Linked DNA regions of Mus musculus: regions 1, 3, 4 and 5 are each linked to region 2. The links are chromatin contacts, called in public HiChIP or PLAC-seq and promoter capture Hi-C maps. All regions are on one chromosome and are shown on one strand. Each heading gives the region's core, a stretch centred on a gene start, on an enhancer-like site or on the middle of the called end of the contact. The rest is flanking DNA. Distances are from core to core; before and after follow the strand shown.

Region 1 (4,738 bases), core at 1,246-3,745, 840 kb before region 2:
AGAAGAGAAGAGAGAGTAGGAGAAGAGAGGGGAGGAGAGGGAAGGGAAAGGAGACCATAAATTATAAAATAATCAGTGATGGGCTTTTCAGTATCTAACTTAAAACATATATTACATGTATTGGGGGGGGCACACCCCACACTTCCTGTCGAGGTCACAGGGTGTGGTTGCAGGACTCAGTCCTCTCCTTCCATCCTGTGGTTCCTGGGGATCTAGCGCAGCTCCTCAGGTGACTTTACCTGCTGAGTCATGTCACTGGCCCCTGTGTGTGTTTGTGTTTGATTTGTTTTGTAGTACTGGGAATCAAACCCAGGGCTTTGCACATAAGAGGCCAGGGTTAAACCATTGAGCAACAGCCCCAGCTCTTGGATTGTTTGTCACAGGTCTCATACAGCCCAGGCTGGCCCTTGAACTCCCTGTGTAACACAAGGTATCTTTGCATTCCTTTCCCTTCTATCTCGGTGCTATAAAAACAAACATTGTACCACCACACTAAGAGCTTTACTTTTGTTTTTATTGAATTCCTTGTTTGTTTTGAGACAATGTTTCACTGTCAACTCTGGCTGGCCTAAAACTTACTATATAGACCTGGCCTAAAACTTGCAGAGATCCACCTACCTCTGCATCCTGAGTTCTGAGACTGTTCAACTGCAAGTTCATGTAATTACATGGTTTATGTATTTGTTTTTGAGGCAGAGGCTTACTAGCTAACCCCAGCGGGCTGCTACTCTGTGTAGCCCAGATGGCCTCCCAAGTGCAGAGTTACAAACATGCATGGCCACACTTGGCTCCAAGATCCTATACCTAAGTTTTGACAGGAGCTGTGTTTAATAACCAATTTGGAAATTTCTAAAAAAGATAACCATCAGCTCCAGGACACCCGGTTCTGGGAGGTCTGTGCAGAAGGAGGGGCTGCCACCTCCTGGACGCGAAAGGAAGCTTGGGGTTGGTGTTTGGAAACTAACTTGTTTTCTTCCTCTGTTCAGGTGCTATTTTGGTGCCTTAATGAAGAATCGGATTTTGAAGTGGCCTTCAGCTTGGGAGCCAATGGCGTCATGACCGATTACCCCACAGCCCTGAGACACTACCTGGACAAGCAGGAAGAAGAGACCCAGCCTCCTCAGCCTGAGGCCCTGTCCTGTCTTTCTCTTAAAAAATAAATATTTTCTTGTCAGTAACATAGTTCATGGAACAAGGGGTTGGAGGGTCGATTCGGGAGGCTAAAAAGATGGCATTAGCGGCTGGGGATGGAAGTTGGTGGTAGAAGGCTTGCATACCATGAATGCAGCTCAGAGTTTACTGCAAGCAAGTGCACATAGCATCTTAGGAGAGATCAAGAAAGCCTGTGGTGAGCTAGGCCTAGGCTTTAACCTCAGTACTTGGAAGGCAGAGGCAGGTGGATTTCTGTGAGTTATAATGCCAGGGCTACAAAGTGAGACTCTGCCCACTGACACCCCTGCAAATAAAAGCCTGGGGGTGTCAGTAGGCTGGCCCACTTGTTCCACTACATTCCAGACCCAGCAGAGTGGCACCACACCCTGTGCCAGCTTGGCCTCCACTCTAAAGCATGCTAGCCCAAGCGTCCTGGACCTAGACTCTAGAGATTCAGAGATGAGTGGTTGTCCTGAAACCATTAAGAGACCCAGGCATATGCAAGGGACGGAATTTCCTCATGTTACTGATGTTGGGCACCTTATGTGCTGAGCTGTACTGCAGCAGGCAGGCATGGATTAGCTCGCAGGCTCTCCCACAGTACCTGCTGTCCACTTTCTGATCTCCAACATTGGAGTTCATTTAATAAATATTCCCAGTGCAGCACTTTTCAAGCCTGCCTGGTTCCTGGGACTCTGCAGTGAACACAAGTCTAAGTATACCAGACACACGATTAAACAGACATTTTCACTGGGGTCAGACCTACAGAAACCTCGAGGTCAGGCATACCAGAGAATGCCTGGAGCAGATGATGCTCAGCAGTAGAGATTTTTAAAGCGTTGGTTCCTGGGAGTCTAATAGAAGGACACCTTTAGTTCCCTTCTAACAATCTGTTCCACGTGCTTGGGAAAAGTGTGAATTCCAACTTTGACTCTTACCATCTGGATAATCTCTGGAGAGGATCTCTTCTCCAAGCCTCAGGAAACTGGTCAAATGGAGACAGTGGTCTGTGGATAAACGAAGACAATTACGACTATTTCCCAGGGGTTTGCATACAGATAACACGCTCTTATTAGCCCCATGCCGGGTTAGGATCCTTGTCTCTGAGCACCCGAGATAGCAGAGCAGCAGAGGTGCAATCACGCCCGGGTTAGCCTCTGGGTTAGGCTGCAAGTCGTAGCCGCATTTCCGGGCGAGACGGCTAGCGGGAGCCCGGAGCAGGGGGAAGGGCAGCCCAGCCTGCGCTGGCCGCCGTATGACGCGCCCCCTCATTTGCATGAGGCGCTCCGATTGGCCACGAAGGCCGCCGGGACAGGAGGCCGGCCCCCTCCCCCTCCCGCCGCAGCCGCGGCAGCAGCTGGTCTCGGTGTAAACAAGTCGAGGCGGCTGTGAACCGGGCCGGGGGGGACGGCGCCCATCAGGAGCGCCCCCCACTCCCAGGCCAGGCCACCCCGCGGACCGGGCCCTCCACGCGCCCAGGCGAGGTGAGGCCTGGACCGACGTCTCTGCGCGTTGCCCCGCGCCCCCGCCCCGCAAGCGAGGACTGCCCCTTCCCCCGCGCACGCCCCCATCCCCTCGCCCCAGGTGAGCCCCGGGGTCTCAGGTAAGGCTTGGCGATGCAGGTAAGATTCCCCTCGGCGGAGATGAGGCTCAGCGCCTGCAGGTAAAAACCCCTCCTCTCTCTAGGGGACCCTCTTCCTTTGGGGAGGCCTGCCTCCTCCAGGTGAGAGACCCTTTCCCCAAGCGAACTCCATATACCCCACATTTGCCCTATCACTAGTCCAACTAGGGTCCCAAGGACCAGTCAGTTTCTGCCCCCCCCCCCCATTCCTCAAAACTGAAAACTGGCAGCCCATCCACTCTGAAGCCCCTTCTTCACGTTTCAGATGCCAGTTCAGATGCCAGCTCAGCAGGGGTGAGGCCAGAAGCTGGTGGGTGACTCACCTAGAGCTCCTCCTAGCCTCAGTTTACCCGCTGATGCAACCTGAGGCCTCCTCAGTGAGTCAAAACTGAGATGACTCTGGTCCCTGGTGAGACTGCTGGCTCTAGGGAAAGGAGAGAGCAGCCAAGTGTGACAGAGTCCCCATAGTTCTGGGCTTGTCTACATGTGTGTGGCCTTAGTCCTGATCGTCCACCTCTCCTTCCTGGCAGGCACTGGGCTCCCTCTGCTCCCCGTGGGCCGCTCCCCGCGTGGGGCCACTGCCCTTGGCCCCCGCCATGGTGCGGATTTCAAAGCCCAAGACGTTTCAGGCCTACTTGGATGACTGTCACCGGAGGTATAGCTGTGCCCACTGCCGTGCTCACCTGGCCAACCACGACGACCTCATCTCCAAGGTAAGCAGGTCACATTTTAGTCTAGAATGGCAATGGGCTGCCTGGCAACTCCCCACCAATAGCCCTAACCCCCTCCTCTCGTCTCCCCACTACCCTCCAGTCCTTCCAGGGCAGTCAGGGACGTGCCTACCTCTTCAACTCTGTGTGAGTATTCATCTCCTTCCTTTCTTTTCCTGACCTCTGTTGTGACCTGTGACTCCCTGGTATGCTGATATTCCCAGAGTCCCTTGTTTCTGACAGGAAGCCATGATCAGGCTCCTCTTAGAGGCTAAGACCAGACACTTAACATACTAGCTAGAGGGTGGCTCTGGGCTGCTGAGACCCTCCCTGGGACTACCCTTTGTCCCCACAGAGTGAATGTGGGCTGCGGGCCAGCAGAAGAGCGGGTGCTGCTGACAGGTCTTCATGCTGTCGCTGACATCCACTGTGAGAACTGCAAGACCACTTTGGGCTGGAAATATGTGAGTTTGAGATCTCTGACCCTAGGCTGGCCTTTGACCTAACCTCATCCCTTCTTCCTTAAAAGTATCTGCCTTTGCCTTTCAGAGTACCAGTGGCCCAGCACAAACTGGCTTTCTTTCCCCAGTGACTGGCGTTTGTCCATTGCAGGGCTTTGAGGGTGTTCTCTTCCCTCGAAGGATTTGCACCCCTGTCCTAGATGATTAGCATCATGTAGAATCACCATTTATCAATTGCTTATCTGCCATGCATGTGAACACATGGCACATAGTCTCTCGATCATTACAGCTATTCTGGTGGCAGAGTCTGTTCCAGAAGACAAGGAGGTCTGAAGATGCTAGGACATTTGCCCAAGATCACACAACTAAGACTCTGTAGCAATGTGGAAACTAGGTCCCCAGATCTCTGCATAGCTCCTGTCACTTCTGATGCTGTCTAGCATCTGATTTCACAACCTCAAGTCTCATTTCCTTACCTGGCATGGGAGCATAAAGCCACTACCTGGCACAGAATATCATTGTGAGAGTCAGATTACACGTAACAAAGTTATTCCTTATACACTTGAGGATAGCATAGGGAATTGGGCACTTGGCATGTTTCTAGAAGCTGGATGCCCCATTGCAAAGACAGTCCTAATCTTACTTTACCTCTGACCCTGCCACAGATTTCCTGTGTGTCTTTGCACAGGTGGCTTGGCCCCTCTGAAATCCTAAAATGTAGCCTAGACCAGAGGTTAAAAACTCAAATGTCAGCAGTGTGTGGTGGCGCACGCCTTTAATCTCAGCACTGAGGA
Region 2 (4,405 bases), core at 493-2,992:
CAGGTGTCTTCTTCCTTTCACTGCCTTGAGAGACTTAAGAGTCATTTGTCCATTTTACAGATTAGTAAGTAGACACTGGGGGAAATGTCTCCAAGGCCCCAAGGCGGGAAGTAACAGGGCTAAGACCACAAATTCCGCGTTCTGTGTTTGGCTTGCCCTGTGGCATGGGTTGACCTTGACAGTCACATGAGACTCCTACTTGTGGTCTCCTGGCAGGAGAGGAGGAGAGCTCGGAAGCCCGAGAATGAGCCAGAAAAGTGCAGGGAAGCCCAGTTCCCTCGGCTGCAAAAGTCAGACCCAGTGAGGAGGTCTGAGAGGCTGCGTCTCTGAGCTCTAGGTACGGATGTCCCCAAAGCCACCCAGACACACACCTGGGGACCCATCCTTCTGCCTTATTCTTTTTGTTGATGCTTCATCACACACCTAGGACAAGTACCCAGTAAAAACTCTGCTGGAGGACTGAGTGAGCTGGACACCTCATGCTCCCAGAAAGCCAGCCTATCTTGTTCAGTGTCTTTTAAGATCAGTTTGCAGATCGATGTCAGAAAAGTGACATAAGTTCGTCAGAGTGAGCCCCCAGGGGAAGGAGTCATATCTGTCACTCAAAATCCCGGGGGTGATCCCCAGGAGAGAGAACAGGGCTGCAGGAGGGCGCTGACATCTAACGGAATCCCTGGAATAATCTACCCTCGGGGTGACAGTGTGCATAGGTACTTTGTGCACAGGGACAAAGAGGACAAAGCTCACCAAGAGGTAGCTGGGGTGTGAAGCAGGTGAAGCAATGGACAGCTGACCAACTGCTAATGCAGCCGAGAAGTGAGTTAGCCATCCCCTATCTCTAAGTGTTTTTAGGGAGAGATGGGGGCCCCCCGGAGAGGAGAAGGTTACCCTGCTGAGCTGACCGAGAACAGGTAGGAGCTTAGATACTTGGACAGAGAAACTTAAAACTCAAGGGCCTACCGTAGAAGGGAAAGAGTTAATAACCAGGCCACATGCAAGAAGTAGCAAAGACTGCGAGGCGACTACTACTGGGAACCAGCCCAGGCCCAAGAGCGCCAGCCTCCTGCCCCGGACGACCCCCAGAGGACCGAGGCGGGAAGGACTGCCGGAGACGGCTGCCTTCCCGCGGAGGTGCGCGCGGCCCAGGGTGACCCTGACCAGGAGGCAGCGGGACCGCCCTCGACGCCGCCCCCCGCACCCCGGCGGACCAAGACTTGAGCGCCTCCGGCCGGGAGCACCCACCCTGTCCCCGGCTCCCAAAGCCCAGGCGAGCCGCCGGCGTTCCCTCCCCGCCGCGGACGCCCAGGCTGCCCGGCTCCGGGAGAGCGGCGGCCGCCTCGCCGCCCCCGGCCGGACTCGCTCTCTGGGCGCGCGCGCCTCCCCTCCCCCACGGCGGTCCCCGCGCGGTTCTCACAATCCCCCGGCCGCCGTCCCCCGCCGCCCCGGGCCCGGCCTGCGCCCCTCGCCCGTCGCCGCCTCCTTGGCCCTATTGTTCCCCGGCGGCTGTCCCGGGCCTCCAGGCCACCCCGGGAACCCAGGCGGCCCCAACTCACGGCTCTGGGGTCTGGGAAAAGCCGAAAGGCAGAGGCCAGCCCCAGGGGACTTAACCCCTTAAGTGCCCTGCCTCGGGGGACGGGCTAGATGCCGGGAACTCTAGGGTCCTTCTCAAGGGGTGATTCCAGGCTGAGGACCCGGGGACCAGTTCAGGGTGACTGGGACGGAGCAGGAAGTGACCCCAGCTTCCCGGGCCCCTCTAGCCTGGAGTCAGAACATCAGCTCTATGGGATTTAACCCTTTGCCTCCCACAGCCTGGGAAAAAATGAGGGGGTGGGTATGGAAGCAAGGAGGTGGCTGATGACGCCCCTCTCCCAGTGTCTAGTGGAATCACGGAAGATCAGCTTTTGGGGGAGCTCAGAGGCCGGCGAAGGTCTTCGGATTTCTGGCCATTCTCTCCAAAGACTCTGCCAGCCGCTCAGTTAAGCTGATCTCAGATTCGGCCGCCGCGGGTCCCCTGAGACCCGCCTTTGTTTGGACTCACCCAGGACTGGGGCTGGTATGCCTGGGTTGGTGATTAGGAGGTGAAAGCAAAGGTTGGGTGGGCTGACCTAGCGGTAAGAGCAGAAGCTAATGGGCCAGGCAAGGCTACCCAGCGCTACGGACCCTCTTACCCACCTCTCACCCCCCCACCGGTGGTCAGGTCTCCCTGGAGGAAGAAACTGACAAGGTAGGCAAGCATTACCCCTTCCCAGCAGCTCGGTGGTAAGGTATGCAACTCACTGCAGGGCAATCCTTCCATAAACTTAGGGAGCAAGAAGTAGTGGTGAATTCCTGTAATTCCGTTGCTTGGGAGACAGAGGCAGGAGGACCTGAAGGTTCAAAATATTCGTGGCCCACATAGCTCCAGGCTACCTAGCGAGACCCTGTTTCTAAACAAGGAACCTCACAGGGCTCCCAAACTGTTCCTGCTTGTGTCTCATTTTCTCCCCACCACATCCTGAGAGAGGACTTAGAATCATCCCCATTTTACAAGGCAAATTAATCAAGACATGAGATGTGAGGTAAAGTTCGAGGCCACAGTTTTCAATGAACCCAGGTGTGAGGAGACCAGAGTTGAACAATTGAACATTCTACCCTCAAAAAGTTCCATAGTAGCTAAGCACACCACCTGTAATCTTCAGCCATTAGTAGGCTGAGGCAGGAGAATCAAGAGTTGGACTTCAGGATCAGCCTGGGATGCACAATAGGACTCGTTTCAAACCTTAAATAAATAAATAAATAAATAAATAAATAAATAAATAAATAAATAAATTCCAAGCCCTGTATGGGAGTGAATAGCTGTGACTCTAGCACTGCAAGCTGACACAGGAAAATCACCATGAATTAAGACCAACCTAGGTGAATATATACTGGCTGGGTCAAACCCCCCTCCCCCACACATGTAGCAGATGTATATAGCTCGGTCTTCATGTGAGTCCTCCACAGCTGGATCAGGGGTTGTCTCTACAGCTTTTGCCAGCCTGTGGATTTTGTTCCCCTAACTGGGCTGCCTTGTCTGGTCTCAGTGGGAGAGGATGCATCTAGCTATGTTTGATGTGCCAGGGTGAGGGAATAGAAACAGGGGAGGCTCCACCCTCTCAGAAGAGAAGGGAAGGGGGATAGGGGCAGGCCTGGGAAGAAGGGGGCAGCAATGGGGATATAAAGTGAATAAATAAATTAATGGGGGGAAAAGACCAACCTAGGCTACACAGTGAGGCTACATGTTAAAACACCAATAAATAAATATTGACTTATAATAATGAATAACGTTCAAAATTTAAAGACTGCTATACTTAACAAATCAATGAGAAAACTGCTTCAGTTTGTAAACTGCTAGTTAGTAAAATGCACCCTGACAGCAAACTTGCCTAAGATAAGGACTGCCCTGAACTGCAAGCTAAACTTAAGAAACTGCCTCTATTGTCCTTGCAAGACAATGGGTCCTGGGAACTAACCACTAGTTTTGTTTAAAAAAAAAACAAAACAAAACAAAAAACTGCTTGCTTGCTGGAGAAAACTAAGGCACCTGCAGGATGTCTGTTGAAGTCAGACACTGCTTACATAAAGGCAGGATGTGAGTTAACTCCCTGAGCCCCGAAAGCTATCACTTTGTAACTTTGTGTGTGTGTGTGTGTGGGGGGGGGTCTTTATAAACTCTGTATTAATAAATCTGGGCCATAGGCAGAAAATTCTGGGTTCCTGGTATGGTCCTGGCAGTTTTTGTTTTTTTGTTTTTGTTTGTTTTTTGAGACAGGGTTTCTCTGTATAGCCCTGGCTATCCTAGAACTCACTTTGTAGACCATGCTGGCCTCAAACTCAGAAATCCGCCTGCCTCTGCCTCCTGAGTGCTGGAATTAAAGGTGTGTGCTACCATGCCCGGCTCCTGGCAGTCATTTTTTAAAAAGCTTCTTATTTAAAAAAAAAAAAATTAGGGGGCTAGAGAAATGACTCTGCAGTTAAGAGCATTGACTTCCAGAGGTCCTGAGTTCAATTCTCAGCAACCATAGGGTGGCTCACAACCATCTGTAATGGGATCTGATGCCCTCTTCTGGTGTGTTTGAGTTCAGCACCAGTGTTCTCATATACATAAAACAAAATAATTTTTAAGAATGGTATTGATTGGTGAATCTCTGAAAGACCCCAGACTCACAAGACTCTGTGTGTGCGTGTGCGCATGTGTGCACGCTGAGTACCTGTATGTATTCACACATGTGTATGTGCCACATACGAAGAAATCATAAGATCCTGGAAAGACTATCTGACCAGGGCATGATGGGAAAGCTAAAGCTCAAGCAACCCCAGTCTCAGTATTGCAAGGGGATACAGTTCTCTAGGCGTCTGGGGTTAGAGTGTGGCTCCAGGCTCCCTA
Region 3 (4,431 bases), core at 1,548-4,047, 620 kb after region 2:
ACATCAAGAATTTCTCTAATTACTTACTCCTGCTTGGAGTAAGTTTCCCCTACACAGTTTAAAGAGCCAGAGCTGTTCATGCCTTTCAGATTTGCTCCAGGTGACACCCCATCTCCAATGCCAGCATCATTCACTCTATTACTGTTGCGGTGCCTTTATTAGAAAATAGACTACTCCAGGAGTGTCTAGTTCATTTCGGCAATCTTAGAAACTGATCCATGAGTTTCCATGATGTTTTCTGAATGATACAATAAACAAGACCCCAGATTTGAGAACTGAGGCTTACTAAGCCATTCCCCTAACCAGGCACTTCATGAAAGTTGGTATATCCATGGAATAGTCACAGCCTGGTTGAGGTACACTGCATATTTCACAGATGAAGAAACTGAGAGCCAGAAAAAGAAATGAGTCACACAACTAGAGACAAACCCAGTCACTTAGAAACTGAGGCTGGGTAACCTGATTCTCTTCCTCTTTTAGCCTCTTATTCTATACAGACACAGCAAGCTTGATAAACGGCAGCAAAACTGGAGGGCAGGGGATCCAGATTCTGCAGTTAAGGATGGATGGACTGTCACAAAAGATTGAGGAGACACTTGTATGCATGTGGTGCAGACAAGGGCACCTCTCGGGAAAACAAGCAGTCTCTTATTGCTTGGACTCTGCTCAAAGACTATGTGGTGCTCTGGGAAACCCTGTGCTCCCATATAGGATAATGTTAGCAGTAGAAATACATTTGTGTGGGCAACCTCCTCTATATCAGACAGAAAGGCCACACTGAATCTCCAAAGTCCAGAAGTTTTCACTATTCTTCCACTGATGGAGGAAGGAAAGGGCGTGAGGGGGGCAGGGGGATTTTCAAGGGAAGGGACTGAAGACTAGAAAAGAACGAGATGACAAATCTTGGGCCTTTGCCCCTGCCTAGAAATACCATAAAGTATCCTGAACTCAACATCTATTTCTTTGTTTCTACCTCAACCTCTAGCACCCTAGTGTAAGCAGTAGAGAGAGTTAATGAGTGGTGAAGAGTTCCTCAAATGGTTTCTTACACCCAGAGTTTATGTAACAATCCCAAGGTCAAATTCTCCGGTCCTTTTGCCAAGACATAGCCTTTGATCATCCCCTTTGGTCCTCCTCCAACCTCTGGCTACTGTAGTCCTCACATGGACTTTGCCTGGTTTGTAATCCTCTTCCTCCAGAGAAAAAGGAGTTGTTGCTTTTGTCATGGTTAGCCTATCTGCAGCTGGGGCAGGAGCTATGTGGTTTTGGGCATCTAAAAACTTTTGTCTAGCTAATGGAGATTCTGAATGAAATCTCAGAAAACAGGACTTTTGTGTGTGCATGTGTGTGTGTTTAAATCTTGTTTCTCTGAAGGCAGACACAGCTCTAGTGCTGTTCGTCTAGCCTGTGGCTCAACCCAGATGCCATTTGTGAACCCCATTAGTGGCCCTTAGTTAAGTCACCTTCGGGACGTAGAAAAAAAGAAAAAAAAAAAAAAAAAAACTAACAACACTCTGGTCCCTTCATTGAAGCCAGGGATAACTGCAGAAACTCTCATCTTGGAACACCCATTGATGTTAGACAAGGCTAAGCGTTATGGGCAAAGGCTTGCCTTATTAAGGGGCAGATGGAGGTCTTCTTGCTCATGTGGGTCACCTGGTAGAAGAGCAAGTGGGAAATCTGACTGCAGCTCTTGACAAACCTGCAAATGAAAGGCCTTTGCTTGTGTGCATAGGCTGGTGTCCACAAAAATACTAGCTGCAATCAGGAAACTTCTAGGGTTTCTTGCCCATGTGTGAACATTGATGGAACTGTGGTGTGAGATTTTTGCCACATTCTGGAAAGGTCATTTGCTCAAGTGGATGCGCTGGTGTTCAGTGAACATGGTGATCTCACTAAAGCCACGACCACATTCAAGACACCTGAAGGGCGGTTCTCCATTGTGAGTGCGCTGGTGCCGTAGGCAGTTTGAGCTGTTGGTGAAGTTCTTGCCACACTCACAGCAATTGTAGGGCTTCTCACCCGTGTGTGAACGCTGGTGTTCTAGCAGATAGGAACTTCGCCCAAAGCTGTCTCCGCACCAGGCACAGAAGTAGGGTTTCTCGCCTGTGTGACAGCGCTGGTGCTGTAAAAGGTTAGAGCTCAGGCTGAAACTCTTGCCACAGAGGCCACAGCGGTAGGGTTTCTCACCAGTGTGAGTTCGCTGGTGCTGGATCAGGTTGGAGCTAACCCTGAAAGTCTTTCCACACTCAGCACACGCATAGGGCTTTTCCCCAGTGTGCACCCGCTGGTGTTTTGCTAGGTCTGCACTGCGACCAAAGGCCTCTCCGCACTCCATGCACTTGTGCGGCCGGAGACCTGAGTGAGAACGACGGTGTTTAGTGAGATTAGAGCTGAGGCTGAAGCAACGGCCACATTCTGGGCAGGGGTATGGTTTTTCACCACTGTGAACTCGGTAATGCTTAACCAGATCTGAGCCACGCCGGAAGCTTTTGTCACACTCTGGACAGCTGTAAGGGCGGTCACACCCATGGCTGCTTTGATGGTGAATGAGATCAGAGAGACTGGGTACAGCCAACCCACAATCCCTACACTTGAAAGCTTTGGGGACTGCAGGATCACTGGTCTTGACAAAGGTTTCTTCCTTGGGGCCAGAGCCTGACCTACATAAGTACTGCTGGTCCAGCATTTTTTCCACGGGGGCTGGTTGTTCCGGCCGCGCCAGGAGGGGGCGCTCATGTAGCGCGGTCTCGCGATCCAGGGGCGACCTGGGGGCTCCCGGGAATTTTGACGTCCGGTTCTCCAGCAGCTTAGCCCCATCTAGATTCTCCCTGGTCACTTCTGGAGCCGCAAGTTCCATTGCGGCCGAAAAGCGCTCGGTTTCCTAAATGCCACCCGTTTAACTCATCAGCACAGTTGGAGAACGGGGCACTGGAGGCTTGGAGGCCGGTACCGGAAACGGAAAGGTCCCCAAGCCCGAGAGACTCTAGGAAGTGGCAGCGAACTTTCCCGGTAGGTTTAACTCTTTCATTCGCTTGGCGAGACCTTTCTGTCGGGAACTTAGCACTTTTGAAACGGCTTGGGGTTCTGCGAGTCTGTCAGTCCGGCTTTCGGAGCCATTGATCACCGCGCTTTGAGGGTTGCCAATCAAGTCTGAACGTCGCCGACAAGGACGTACCGGGAGCGAAGTGGCTAAGTCACGTTGGGGAGCACAGGACAGCACTAAGACTCCACCGCGGGGCGTCTGATCCTAGGAGCAACAGTTCACTCTTCGGCCCCGGGAGGAGTTTCTCACCCACTTAAACTGCACTAAGCTTGGCGCCGACTACATATCCCAGCATGCACCGCACGCGCCTCTTACTTTCCCACAGATAAATACCATTCTCGCCATGTCTTCTGCGACTGTGCAAGTACCGGAGTTCCAGAATCTAGAACTTGAACTTCCGACTCGCAAGATAACTGCGGCGGCGCTATTCCGAGGAGCAGCCTGGCCACGCCCCCCTCTTCCAGTTCCGCTCTCTCAGAGTACCGGCGAGACGCGGGGCGGAGCCTGAGGCCCGGGCCAAGATGGCGGCTGCGAGACCGGCCCTTACGGACTCGCTCTCGTTTTGCCTCGCGCAGCTCACGGCGGCGGCCGGGGAGGGGCCAGGTGGGGGAAAGGACCCAGCTACCAACGAGACACCCCTGGGCCGCGCGCTCTTAGCTCTTCGCACGCGCCACATCAAGGCGGCAGAGGGGATTGAGCGCTTCCGGGCACGCGGCGGGCTCCGCCCCCTTCTCGCCCTGCTCCGCCGAACGGCTGCTGCGGGCCCCGCCCCGTCCCAAGCAGCCTCTGGCTCCGCCCCTTCGTCGGTTGCGTCAGCTGGTTCTACCCCTGGCCACGCCCCCGCTGCCGAGTCGCTCTTGACGCCTTCGTTGCCAATGCGCCTGCGCAAGACGCTGGATTTGGCGCTCAGCATTCTAGCCAACTGCTGTACAGAAGGGGCGTGCCGGGCCGAAGTGCGGAGACTTGGAGGCATTCTCCCTTTGGGTAAGTGCTCCGCCCCCATTTCTTAGAAAGGTTCCAACCCACAGTATCTGCGCTGCCCTTCCATTATGCCAGGCCTCTGAGTACATGCTTTGTGATGGTGCAGCGCCACTCATCTCCTCAGGTGTGATGCTATGTGACGTCACTGCTCTCTCCATAAATTAGACCTGGACCTGCCCAGACCAGAAGTAGATACTGACTCCTGCCTCACTTTTGAGCAAGTGGCTTATACTTTGTTTTTGGTGCTTCTCGGGGACAGTACCCGTCCCTGTGCAAGGCTTCACATGGAAGAGCAGGAGGCCAGAAAGTGTAGTTTTAAAAGTTAGAAAGTGAGTTTAAAAGTCAGACATACCAAGCAAATCACCCAACCCCTCCAAAGCAAGAATTCTTTGTGTAATAACAAT
Region 4 (4,978 bases), core at 1,899-4,398, 600 kb before region 2:
AGAACAAGACCATCAACTCAGTGGCTAGCCCATTCCAGCCTCCCTCCATTCCTGTGACTGCATCCCACTTTGAACAGCCCCTCTCCTGTGGGTGACAGTTCCAGTTGCTCTACTTCACCTTAAAATCATCACTGGGACCATTCCTGCACCTTCTACTTTAACCATTAACACTGTCACAGGTCTCTCTCCTGCCTTCCTGATAAAAACCCTTCCTCTCCTGCCTAGCTCCAAGTAGCTCCCTTTGTCCCCAGCTGTTCTCTTAATCCTGGGAGGACAGAGAGCGAAGGGGAAGGTGGTGACCCAGCCCAGCCACCAGATGGCTGCCTACTTTGGATTTAAGAAAAGGTCTACCTACATTCAGTATAAGCAGGGCCTGTCCTCAATGGAGTTCTTCCTTGATCCCACCTTCCACCATGTTGGCTCTGGGGCTTGAACCCAGGCCAGCAGAGGCTCAGCAGCAATCTCACTAGCCCCTCCCCCAAACAATCTTAGCCAATCGACAGCTGGAGTGGTAGCCCAGGCTGTGATACTGTATGTAACACAGGCAGGCCAGGCTAAGGGCAGGCTCTGGAAAAAAAAAAGAAAGCCTTAACCTTAACTGTGACACAGTTTGGTGGCCTCACCATGTGCCAAGTGGCTCTGCCCCTCCTCAACAGCCCCTCCCCCCCAAAATGTTACAAATGAAGAGTGTGCAGACTAGAATTAGACTGACTCAGGAGCCCTGATCTCCATTAAGGTTTTCTCTCCTAAACGAGACCTGACTGGGATTTTTCTTTTTTTTTAAACTTTTCTTTATGTAAGTAGTTAGCTGTCTTCAGACACATCAGAAGAGGACATCAGACTCCATTACACATGGTTGTGAGCCACCATGTGGTTGCTGGGAATGGAACTCAGGACCTCTGGAAGAGCAGTCAGTGCTCTTACTCACTGAGCCATCTCTCCAGCTTGTGTCAAGAAGAGTTTTATTGTGTTGTTTAGGCTGGCCTGAAACTCTGGGGATAAAACAATTGCCATGCTTCCACACCTGGCTTCTGACTAACATTGAGTCCTCGTCACACTTTTCTCAGGCCTTACTCCAGATTCACAGAATCAAGGATTCCAGGAATCGCCCACCCTACGTCCAATGCCTTCTGATGACTCATTCTAGCCTTTGAGGTCAAGACCTAGCCCAGCCATACGGCTTGGTCCTGGATGGTTGGCCAGGTTTCCCTGGCGTTCCTGGAGACAGTATGGCTTGTCAGCACCAGGTTGTCAGCCAGTCTCACTGAAGGGGACACAGAGGACCTGTTCCGGTTTGTTGCTGTCCAGGAAATGGCTTTTATTTTTCTTTTTTGTTTTTTTTCAAGACAGGGTTTCTCTGTGTAGCCCTGGCTGTCCTGGAACTCACTCTGGCCTCGAACTCAGAAATCTGCCTGCCTCTGCCTCCCAAGTGCTGGGATTAAAGGCGTGCACCACCATGCCCAGCTGAAATGGCTTTTCAAAGGCGAGCATTTTCCATACGCGGAGCCAGCGAAGTCTTGGCTACACGAGAAGAGTGTGGGATACCACAGCAGGCCTGAGCATCGAGCGCCCAGGATGGCAAAGGTGGTAGCTGTCCTGCCCAGGTGCCCCACCTCAGGGTGGGGATAGATATCCTGTGTGCCAAAGGTATATCCTGTGATGGCCAGCCTCTTTTTCATGTCCCAGGGAGCCACAGGCAGGCAGGGCAGAAGGAACAGCTTTGTCAACCACCATCTCCCACGAGAGCTGGGCAATAGTCACCAATCCCAAGTCCCCAGACCCTCAGGCCGGCTGTCCATTGAGCTTCCTCCTGTTTCTTCCCCTAAAGCTTTCCTCTCGTTCTCATTAAATCTGCACCTCCTGGAAACCAAGCTACTCTTGTGATCGTCCCGCTCACCACCGAAAAGATGGCCAAGGCCCATGGTTCGCACAGCCCTGCCCAGGGCAGCAGGAAAAAGCCTCCACGACCAGTGGAGAAGGGAATCAAGGAGGTGAAGTCACACATGCCAGTCACTCAGAGAAGGTAGAGCCCGGATCCTCTGGAGTGACGGCAGAAGGGAAAAGCCAGCAATGGAGTCTGAGTGGAAGCTGTAACTTTGCCCAGTTGGCTTCTGTTATTTGTGACAGGGTCTTACACGGTAGCTTAGGCTGTGGTGGAACTATATCTCAGGCTGGCCCCAAGCCTCTGGAGACCCTCCTGCCTCAGCTGCCCAAGTGCTGAGATTACATGTAAGTATGCTGTGCCACCGAGTCACACTCTACCCATCAGGTTGTAGAGTCCTTGTCCCAAATGCATGAAATCCTAGGTTCGAGCCCCAGCTCTGAATAAAACTGATATTCATGACAGAAATCTATAATGTTAGCACTCACTCAGGAGGTGGGGGCAAGAAGGTTAGATGTTCAAGGTCATCCTGAGCTACACAGAGAGTTCAAGACCACTTAGAAAAAATGAGGAGGACCCCCCCTTCTCTTTTTTTCGAGACAGGGTTTCTCTGTGTAGCCCTGGCTGTCCTGGAACTCACTCTGTAGACCAGGCTGGCCTCAAACTCAGAAATCCACCTGCCTCTGCCTCCGAAGTGCTGGGATTAAAGGCGTGCGCCACCACGCCCGGCTGAGGAGGACCCTTTCTCAACAACAACCACCACCCCCAAAACAAAACCTAAAGTCAACCAACCAAACAAGAGAAACAGAAATGATGGGGTCTCTCCTGCTAAGTGCAAGGCACCCTTCCTGCTTCAGGTTTCTGAGTAGGGAGTGGCACATGTGTGCTACTGGGCCTGACAAAAGTCCCCTTACCGCCCATCTCCTGTGAGGGAGACCCTATGTCAGGGACGCCTGAGGTTTTGGGGGCCGAGGACATTAACAGGGTGCTTTCGAACCCTGAAAGTCTTAGAAAGTGAAACCTCACAAGGCAGAGCTGCCCACGCCCTCCTTCCTGTAACTGCTGAGACGTCACTGCCCCAGAAGAAACGTCGCAGGAAAGCAGTCAGACTAGAGAGAGCCTGTGGGACAGACATCTACTCCCGGGTTGGAGTCTTGGGGGTCCCGCCACGGTCACAAGATCCGTACTCACATTTAGCAGGGTAGCTGGCTGCTGCAGGCCACAGGTCAGGAATTTCCCTCACCAACACTTGGGATGACTTCCCTAATGGGCTGGGCAGGCAGGGGCGGAGCTTGTGTATTTAAAGGGCCCTGCAACTGGATCTTTTGCTCCTCCAGGCTGCACTGAAGTCACCACAGCTGGGGGCAGTTTCTGAATCAGTGCTAACTGGCGGGTCTGGACCGAGACTAGGAAATCAGAGGATGCAGCAGTAAGGGTGGGGGTGGGGGATGGTGGCTGGCTGAGCCTCTGCCTCTTCTGGCTTCAATATTACAGTGTGGAGGAACACAGCTCTGCCTCTGCCCAAGTGAGAATGCGTGCTTGGGTTGAGCTGCAGTCTCTCCTCTGAGAAGATCACCCGGCATCTTTTTTTTTTTTTGGTTTTTCGAGACAGGGTTTCTGTGTAGCCCTGGCTGTCCTGGAGCTCACTCTGTAAACCAGGCTGGCCTCGAACTCAGAAATCCGCCTGCCTCTGCCTCCTGAGTGCTGGGATTAAAGGCGTGCGCCACCACGCCCAACTCATCGGGCATCTTTTATTAGATTTAGCACATCCAGCTCAAAACTGCGAACAGACACTAAACAGAACACACAGGCACTCTCCTGAGAGGCACTGCGCTGGGAGCCTGAGGCCTTCCCCATTACAAGTTCCCCAGAGCCTGGGTTGGGAAAGGCTGGCCATGCCCAGCACAAAACAGTCTGCACCTGTAGGCAGGAGCAGCACCAGTCAGTACTTCCGCTGTCTGGGAAAGAGACTGTTTCCTGAGGATCGGAGTGGAGGGCTGGTGGGGCTGGGGCCCTCTGAGTCTAAGCTGAAGAGGTCTCTCCCGGTCCGGAGGATTTGCTCCTCTAGTTTCTTATGGCGCTTCATGTCTGAGAGGACCTTATCCAGACGCGCCTCCCGTTTCTGGCTCCGGGCTGAGCTTCCTAAGATGGTAGAAAACATGACAGCATTGAGACGTGAGCCCTCCAAGTGCCCACACTTAGAGATCTTGTTAAATACTCCCTTCTTAGGCCTCAGGGGCACAGAGGAGCTAATGTTTAGGTTTGGGCCACACACAGGATGGCTGGTATTAGACTAAGATACCCATAATGCAATGGCTGGGGAACATAACCATCATGTGCAAAGGTCCTGGGGCAGGGGTAGAGGCCAGAAAACTTAAGACTCTCCGTGGACATGCTCTTCCTCTCTGGAATGGAATCCTCGGGAGTAGTACAAGCTGAGGAAAGACGGGACCTCACTTAAAAGGACTCCTCTGGTTGACAATGGTGGATCTGTACAAGCGGAGCTAATGCAACTTGCTGTTGGCTTGGCCGGCTGCGAGAGAGCTCCAGAATGATTCTAAAAGCATATTCTAGGAAGGCCCACAGGCTGGGATGTCAGGTCAGCTCTGGGCATGAACATAGTACTTCAGAGATGTGTTCAACAAACTTTGAACTTCTGGGAAGGTCTGCGGGGTCCCTGATAGGAAAGTATGGCACTGACCTAAGCCAGAACTATGCTGCTACTGTGTGAATGCTACTGTATGAATGCTCCGTCCCACTGCTGGTCAAGATGATGGCTGAAACCAGCCAAGGCCTCAGACCAGCCCACTTGTGGGCGGGGTAACTAGGGGAGGCCCTTTACCTCCCCTCAGTTCTTCCCTCTCATCCGTACCTGGTGTCCGTCTCCTGTCAATCAGTGAGTCCTTTGGTGTCATTGGCTCATCATCAAAGTCAAATTCTGTAGGCATGTGCGGCCTGAAACAGGGTGGACAGAAAGCCAAGGTTGAGAGAAGCACTCCCTAACACCCGCTGGCACACCCCAGCCCGCCGCCTCATCCTTTCCTGCTCTCCCCTCCCTCCAGGCTCCGTGCTCAGGAGAGCAGTCCCGGGAATAAT
Region 5 (4,639 bases), core at 1,979-4,478, 790 kb before region 2:
ACTGAAGTTCAGGTCCCTCATTTGGAAATGGGGACATGTGAGAATCATGTGTCTAAGGGCTGTGGACACCCTTAGGAGGTGCATGGCGATCCCTGGGGAAGCAGAAGGGGTTTGGCTCCAGCCAGGCATCACAGAGAGAGCATGTGAATCCAAGCCAGGGCCTGTAAGCCAGGCAGGCGCTCTCCCACCCAGCTGCATCTCAGGCTTTCCCCAGAGATAGAGCTTTACTTTATGATCCAACCTGGCCTTGGGCAGGGATGTTTGTGCTGACAATTGAACCTTTATTTACTTTTTTAGATTTTTTTTTTTTTTTTGGTTTTTTGAGACAGGGTTTCTCTGTGCAGTCCTAGCTGTCCTGGAACTCACTCTGTACACCAGGCTGGCCTTGAACTCAGAAATCCACCTGCCTCTGCCTCCCAAGTGCTGGGATTAAAGGCGTGTGCCACCACTGCCCGGCTTAGAATTCTTAACATTTATTCGGAGGGGGTGCACATGGCGCGGCTCACATGTGGAGGTCAGAGGACACTTGTGGATGGTTCTCTTCCACGTGTTCAAGGGATTGAACTCAGATTGGCAACAGGCGCCTTTAACGTGCTGAGTCCTCCCACTGGCCTGAAAGTGGTTTTTTGGTTGTTGTTGTTGTTATTTGGTTTAGTTTTTGGTTTTTGGTTTTTTGAGACAGGGTTTTTCTGTAACCCTGGCTGTCCTGGAACTCACTTTGTAGACCAGGCTGGCCTTGAACTCAGAAATCCGCCTGCCTCTGCCTCCCAAGTGCTGGGATTAAAGGTGTGCTCCACCACGCCCGGCTAAGTGGTTGCTTTTTAACCGACAACTCAGACGAGAATTTAAGGAGATACTATCTTCTGCTGGCAACATCATACTGGGGAAAAAATGTATTTGTGGGAGAGGTTGGGCCCTCGGGCTGTTACTATAAAGGTGAACAATGCCGGGGTGGAGCTGGGACTGGGGTGTGCAGAAAGCAGTGCTTCAGGGTTGTTTTTGTTTTTGTTTTTCTTTCTTTTCAATGCTGGGTATGGAGCCCCGAGCCCCTGATGTGCTAGGTAGCTCCTGAGCCCTCAAAGGCAGAATTTACCGAGGAGACTCTGTAAATCCCCAGAAAAGAAAAACGAAAATCAAAAGCACAAACCCGAAACCTGTCTTGTTCTGCTGCAGCCTGTGCTATCCACAGTCAGCTCTGGATCCCCTGACCACGTCTGTGTTCACAGACACGTTCTGATCCATGTCACCGCCCCAGCTTAGAGCCTTGGTGCTTTTGTTCCTTGCTGTTTTGTTTTTGTGTGTGTTATTTTTTGTTTTGTTTTTTAGGTAGGGTCTCTCTCTGTAGCCCAGGTTACATCTTCTAACTTTTGAAAGGTTTTGTATTTTGTTTTATCCCGTTACTCTTAGTGAGCCTCCTGCCTCAGCCTTCTGAGTGCTGGAATTTCAGGCCTGTCCCTTCATCTAGTAGCTCAAGCTAGGCTAAGTGCATCTATTTTTTGACAGGGTCTCCTATGTATTCCTGACTAGCCTGGGATTTTTGCCGGGATTTTGCTGTATAGACCTGGTTGTCCTGGAAGCCCCAGGGCTCTGCCTCCTCTGTCTCCTGTGCACCCCAGGGCTCTGCCTCCTCTGCCTCCTGTCACCACTGTCTTTGGATTTTCCTGAAGTGAAGCAAACATAAGCTTGAAATCCTACTTTACTAATAATGAACATAGCTATGTTATCTTGACACTTTAATAAACCCTCTAAGCCTTGGTTTCTCCTTCCTCAACCCCTAGAAGACTTAAGAAGCATTGACATAAACCATGCTCAGTCTGTAGTAAGACCTGGGAAAGTGGACCTCTTCCCCTGTGGTTTCCAGGTCTACGAAGGTCTCTAATAGTAGCCCCAACTCCTGCGGGTGTCAAGACTTCCCTCAGCCACTCCCACAGACTGCCACTAGAGGGCAGCACAAAATAGCGAATTGGCCCCTTCCTCTAGGGCGCAGAGGGAGTAGGCTGTGGGCTGGAAAGGTCAGTTGTCAGTAGATAAGTAGGCTCATCTCAGGGTCAGTGAGAAACTCAAGCTACAGTGAGGTGTCAGTCCCCATGATATACAAGTCTGAAGGACAGATGGGTTTGGGAAAGGCCAGGCTCTAAGAGGCCATGTGAGAGTGAGCATTAGTAGTTGTGTGCTAGGCCTAAATTACCCTGGCCAAAGCACGGGGCTGCTCTTCCCCTTGGATTAAAGGAGGAAGTTGAGTCAGCCAGCCACCAGGCTCTTCTGTGTAAGCAGGACTGTTCTGAGGAGTGGCCGAGGACAGGGAACCAAGGCAACAAGGAAAAGGGGACTCCAGGAGGCCATTGGCCTGAGGGAGGGGCCCCGGCTTCCATAACTCCACTGGGTTTTCCAGGCAGCAAGCACCCTCTGCTCTTCAAGCCCACCTTCTAACCCTCTCTCCCAGGCGAGCACTTCCTCTGTCGCCCAAGCTGGCTACCAGGAGTGATCCTCCTGCTCCTGGAGTGCCACCAGGTCTACATGACTGCTTCCTGTCTCCCAGTGCCCTGGTGCTAGCCATCAAAGCCATGCTGGAGGGCTCTGACAGCCAGCCATCTCTTCCCACTTAGCTCTGTTCCTGTCACATCTTAACTTTCTGATCTTGGGGAACCTTGGCTCCCACCTCAGGGCTATCCCCTGACCTCTGAAGAGCATAGGAGCATAGATTTCCCCCTGGGCTGTCACAATAGTGAGCCACACTCCTGAGGGAGTGACTCGTTGTGGTGCGAGTCGGAGTGCAAGCGAGGTGACTGATGTAGTTTCCACTCCCTCTGACTGGAGAGGCGGACGGGCGGGGTGGAGGGGGCTGTGGGTCTGAAGGACACCGTGAAATGGCTTGTTCCTATCTGTGCCTTCAGGGAACACACCATCTACTCAGGCTGCTTTCTTCAGGAAATCTTCTTGGCTGGAGTGAGCACCCCTAAGCTGAGATCCCTGCAGGCCACTGAGGGACACCCATTTATGTTTATAAGCACCAGCAGAAGGAAATGCCAGACATTTTTAAAGTGCTGACAGGAAAGGCGGCTCAGTACTCCTGCTAGGTGGAGGTGTCCGGGGGGGGGGGGGGGTTTAAGAGAAGAGCCATCCTTTCCCTAAGCCCTTGTCCCCAGCAGCCCCCTGCACTGCAGCTCCTGTCTCTTTAAGGGCCTCCCCCTCCCTCTTTCCTTGTCCCCCCCCATCTCTGTCGCAGCCGCTGCTGTGGCTCAGAGCTGCATGGGAGACAACGCTGCTGCAGGTCCGGTTTCTTGGTGTCTGGTCGGTGCCATCATTTCCCTCCCCCTCTCCCACCCTCCCCAAGCTGGTGGCTTCCCCTCCCCCTCCCCCTCCTCACAGAGGGGGCAGGGGGCTGGGCACCAACTCTATAATGCCATGTGCGGTGTCTGCACAGGGCAGCGGGGCTCTAGCGGCAGCAGCAGGAGGAGGTGGTAGCCTGTGGTGGCGGGAGAGCGGTGTTGACTGGTGACCGCTTGCCCAGCTGCGCCTCCGCTCCGCTCCGCTCCGTCCTTTCCTCCCTCCCTTTTTTCAGGGCTGGCACCACCGTCCCCCACCCCGCCTCCTTGGGCCCTCCCAGCCTCTCCACGTAAGCCCCCCCCCCACCTGCCGCGGTTCTCCCTCCCCTCCCCCACTGCATCTTCCTCCTCCTGTCCCCTCTCCCTCTTGGTCCTCTCATCAAGTCCTCCCTTGGTAGTCTCTCCCCATCCTCTCACCAGCGCTCTGTCGTCCCCCCCCCCCCCCCGCCACCTAGCTAGCCCTTTCTTTCTGTGTCCCCAATCTCATTGAAGTCCCTTTCTCCCTTGCCCTGAACTGGTCCTCTTGTCCCATCCTGTCCCCGCCCTGGCCCCTTTGTGCCTCCCCCTCCCTCTTTCTCTCTCCCTTTCTGGCTTGGCAATCCCTTCTTCACCTCCAACTCCCTCCCTCAATTTGGCCTTCCTGTCCCTTCTGGACCCTCTGGTCTCCCTGCCCGGGTTCAAGTCACCATGCTTACCCCAATGGTGGCTGGGGGGGTGGTGTTCCCCGGACTCTTCCTCCTATCCAAGAACACGCTCCAGAGGCTGCCCCAGCTGCGCTGGGAGGAGGCCGACGCAGTCATTGTCTCCGCCAGGTAAATGGCATGCCTTCCCCGAGAGTTCAGCCCCTCTCTCTCCAACAGGCTTCATGGGGAAGGGACCCCAGCACGCCCCTGGGCTCAGTAGTGGTGGGTAGGTTACATCCAAGCTTCCTTCCCTCCTTGGACCTCATTGAAACCCAGCCATCTGGACTACTATTGAGCTTGAGCTTGCTTCCCTTAGCACCTTCCTATCCTCCCTCTAAAGCAGGGCAGCATGTGACTAAACAGTCCCACAAGACACCCAGGAGCAAGCCAAGGGGCAAGACTGTGTTTTTCAGGGCTAGTGTTTGGGGGTCAAGGTGTAGAAAAGTAGACAGTGAAACTTGTATATCTCTAGAATAGGGCCGCCAGGAAGAGGGCCATGGTAAGAATCAGGAAAATAGTGGGAAAGTGTGTGTGTGGGGGGGGGGGGGGCTGGGGTCACTGGGGCCAGTGACTCTAAGTATGAGCCTCATGGTGTCTGGGTGCAGGGACAACTGGGACTCCCTTAGCCCT

What was found. Promoter capture Hi-C pulls out the DNA fragments that hold promoters and counts their contacts. HiChIP or PLAC-seq counts read pairs in DNA pulled down with a chosen protein or histone mark.
Region 1: an HNF4G HiChIP or PLAC-seq map of pancreatic cancer cells shows a contact between it and region 2. The contact joins the promoter of Ypel3 here to the promoter of Zfp629 in region 2. A contact is called at or near these places in 2 of 39 promoter capture datasets (cranial neural crest and pre-B cells) and 1 of 115 datasets of contacts at active chromatin or transcription factors (pancreatic cancer cells).
Region 3: a promoter capture Hi-C map of liver shows a contact between it and region 2, with 2.3 times the contacts expected there. The contact joins the promoter of Armc5 here to the promoter of Zfp629 in region 2.
Region 4: a contact with region 2 is called in a promoter capture Hi-C map of liver, with 2.2 times the contacts expected there. The contact joins the promoter of Mvp here to the promoter of Zfp629 in region 2. A contact is called at or near these places in 3 of 39 promoter capture datasets (cranial neural crest and liver), 1 of 115 datasets of contacts at active chromatin or transcription factors (pancreatic cancer cells) and 1 of 9 other capture datasets (liver).
Region 5: a promoter capture Hi-C map of pre-B cells shows a contact between it and region 2. The contact joins the promoter of Tlcd3b here to the promoter of Zfp629 in region 2. A contact is called at or near these places in 5 of 39 promoter capture datasets (cranial neural crest, liver, neutrophils and 1 more) and 2 of 9 other capture datasets (liver and pancreatic islet).

What each region holds. Positions count from the first base shown.
Region 1 is chr7:126,774,468-126,779,205 of GRCm38.p6, forward strand. It overlaps Ypel3 (yippee like 3), which reads left to right and starts at 2,496. Exons shown (of 5, transcript NM_025347.3): 1 at 2,496-2,636; 2 at 3,304-3,486; 3 at 3,587-3,630; 4 at 3,839-3,947. The coding sequence starts at 3,370. It overlaps Gdpd3 (glycerophosphodiester phosphodiesterase domain containing 3), which reads left to right. Exons shown (of 10, transcript NM_024228.2): 10 at 987-1,178. The coding sequence ends at 1,160.
Region 2 is chr7:127,613,530-127,617,934 of GRCm38.p6, forward strand. Zfp629 (zinc finger protein 629) reads right to left here and starts at 1,743. Exons shown (of 3, transcript NM_001362196.1): 1 at 1,554-1,743.
Region 3 is chr7:128,234,560-128,238,990 of GRCm38.p6, forward strand. It overlaps Armc5 (armadillo repeat containing 5), which reads left to right and starts at 2,798. Exons shown (of 6, transcript NM_146205.2): 1 at 2,798-4,030. The coding sequence starts at 3,568. 9130023H24Rik (RIKEN cDNA 9130023H24 gene) reads right to left here and starts at 3,472. Exons shown (of 1, transcript NM_177001.3): 1 at 1-3,472. The coding sequence starts at 2,860. The coding sequence ends at 1,847.
Region 4 is chr7:127,011,446-127,016,423 of GRCm38.p6, forward strand. Mvp (major vault protein) reads right to left here and starts at 3,149. Exons shown (of 15, transcript NM_080638.3): 1 at 3,074-3,149. The coding sequence starts at 3,075. It overlaps Pagr1a (PAXIP1 associated glutamate rich protein 1A), which reads right to left. Exons shown (of 3, transcript NM_030240.1): 2 at 4,755-4,837; 3 at 3,606-4,024. The coding sequence ends at 3,825.
Region 5 is chr7:126,820,075-126,824,713 of GRCm38.p6, forward strand. It overlaps Tlcd3b (TLC domain containing 3B), which reads left to right and starts at 3,229. Exons shown (of 5, transcript NM_029978.1): 1 at 3,229-4,138. The coding sequence starts at 4,014.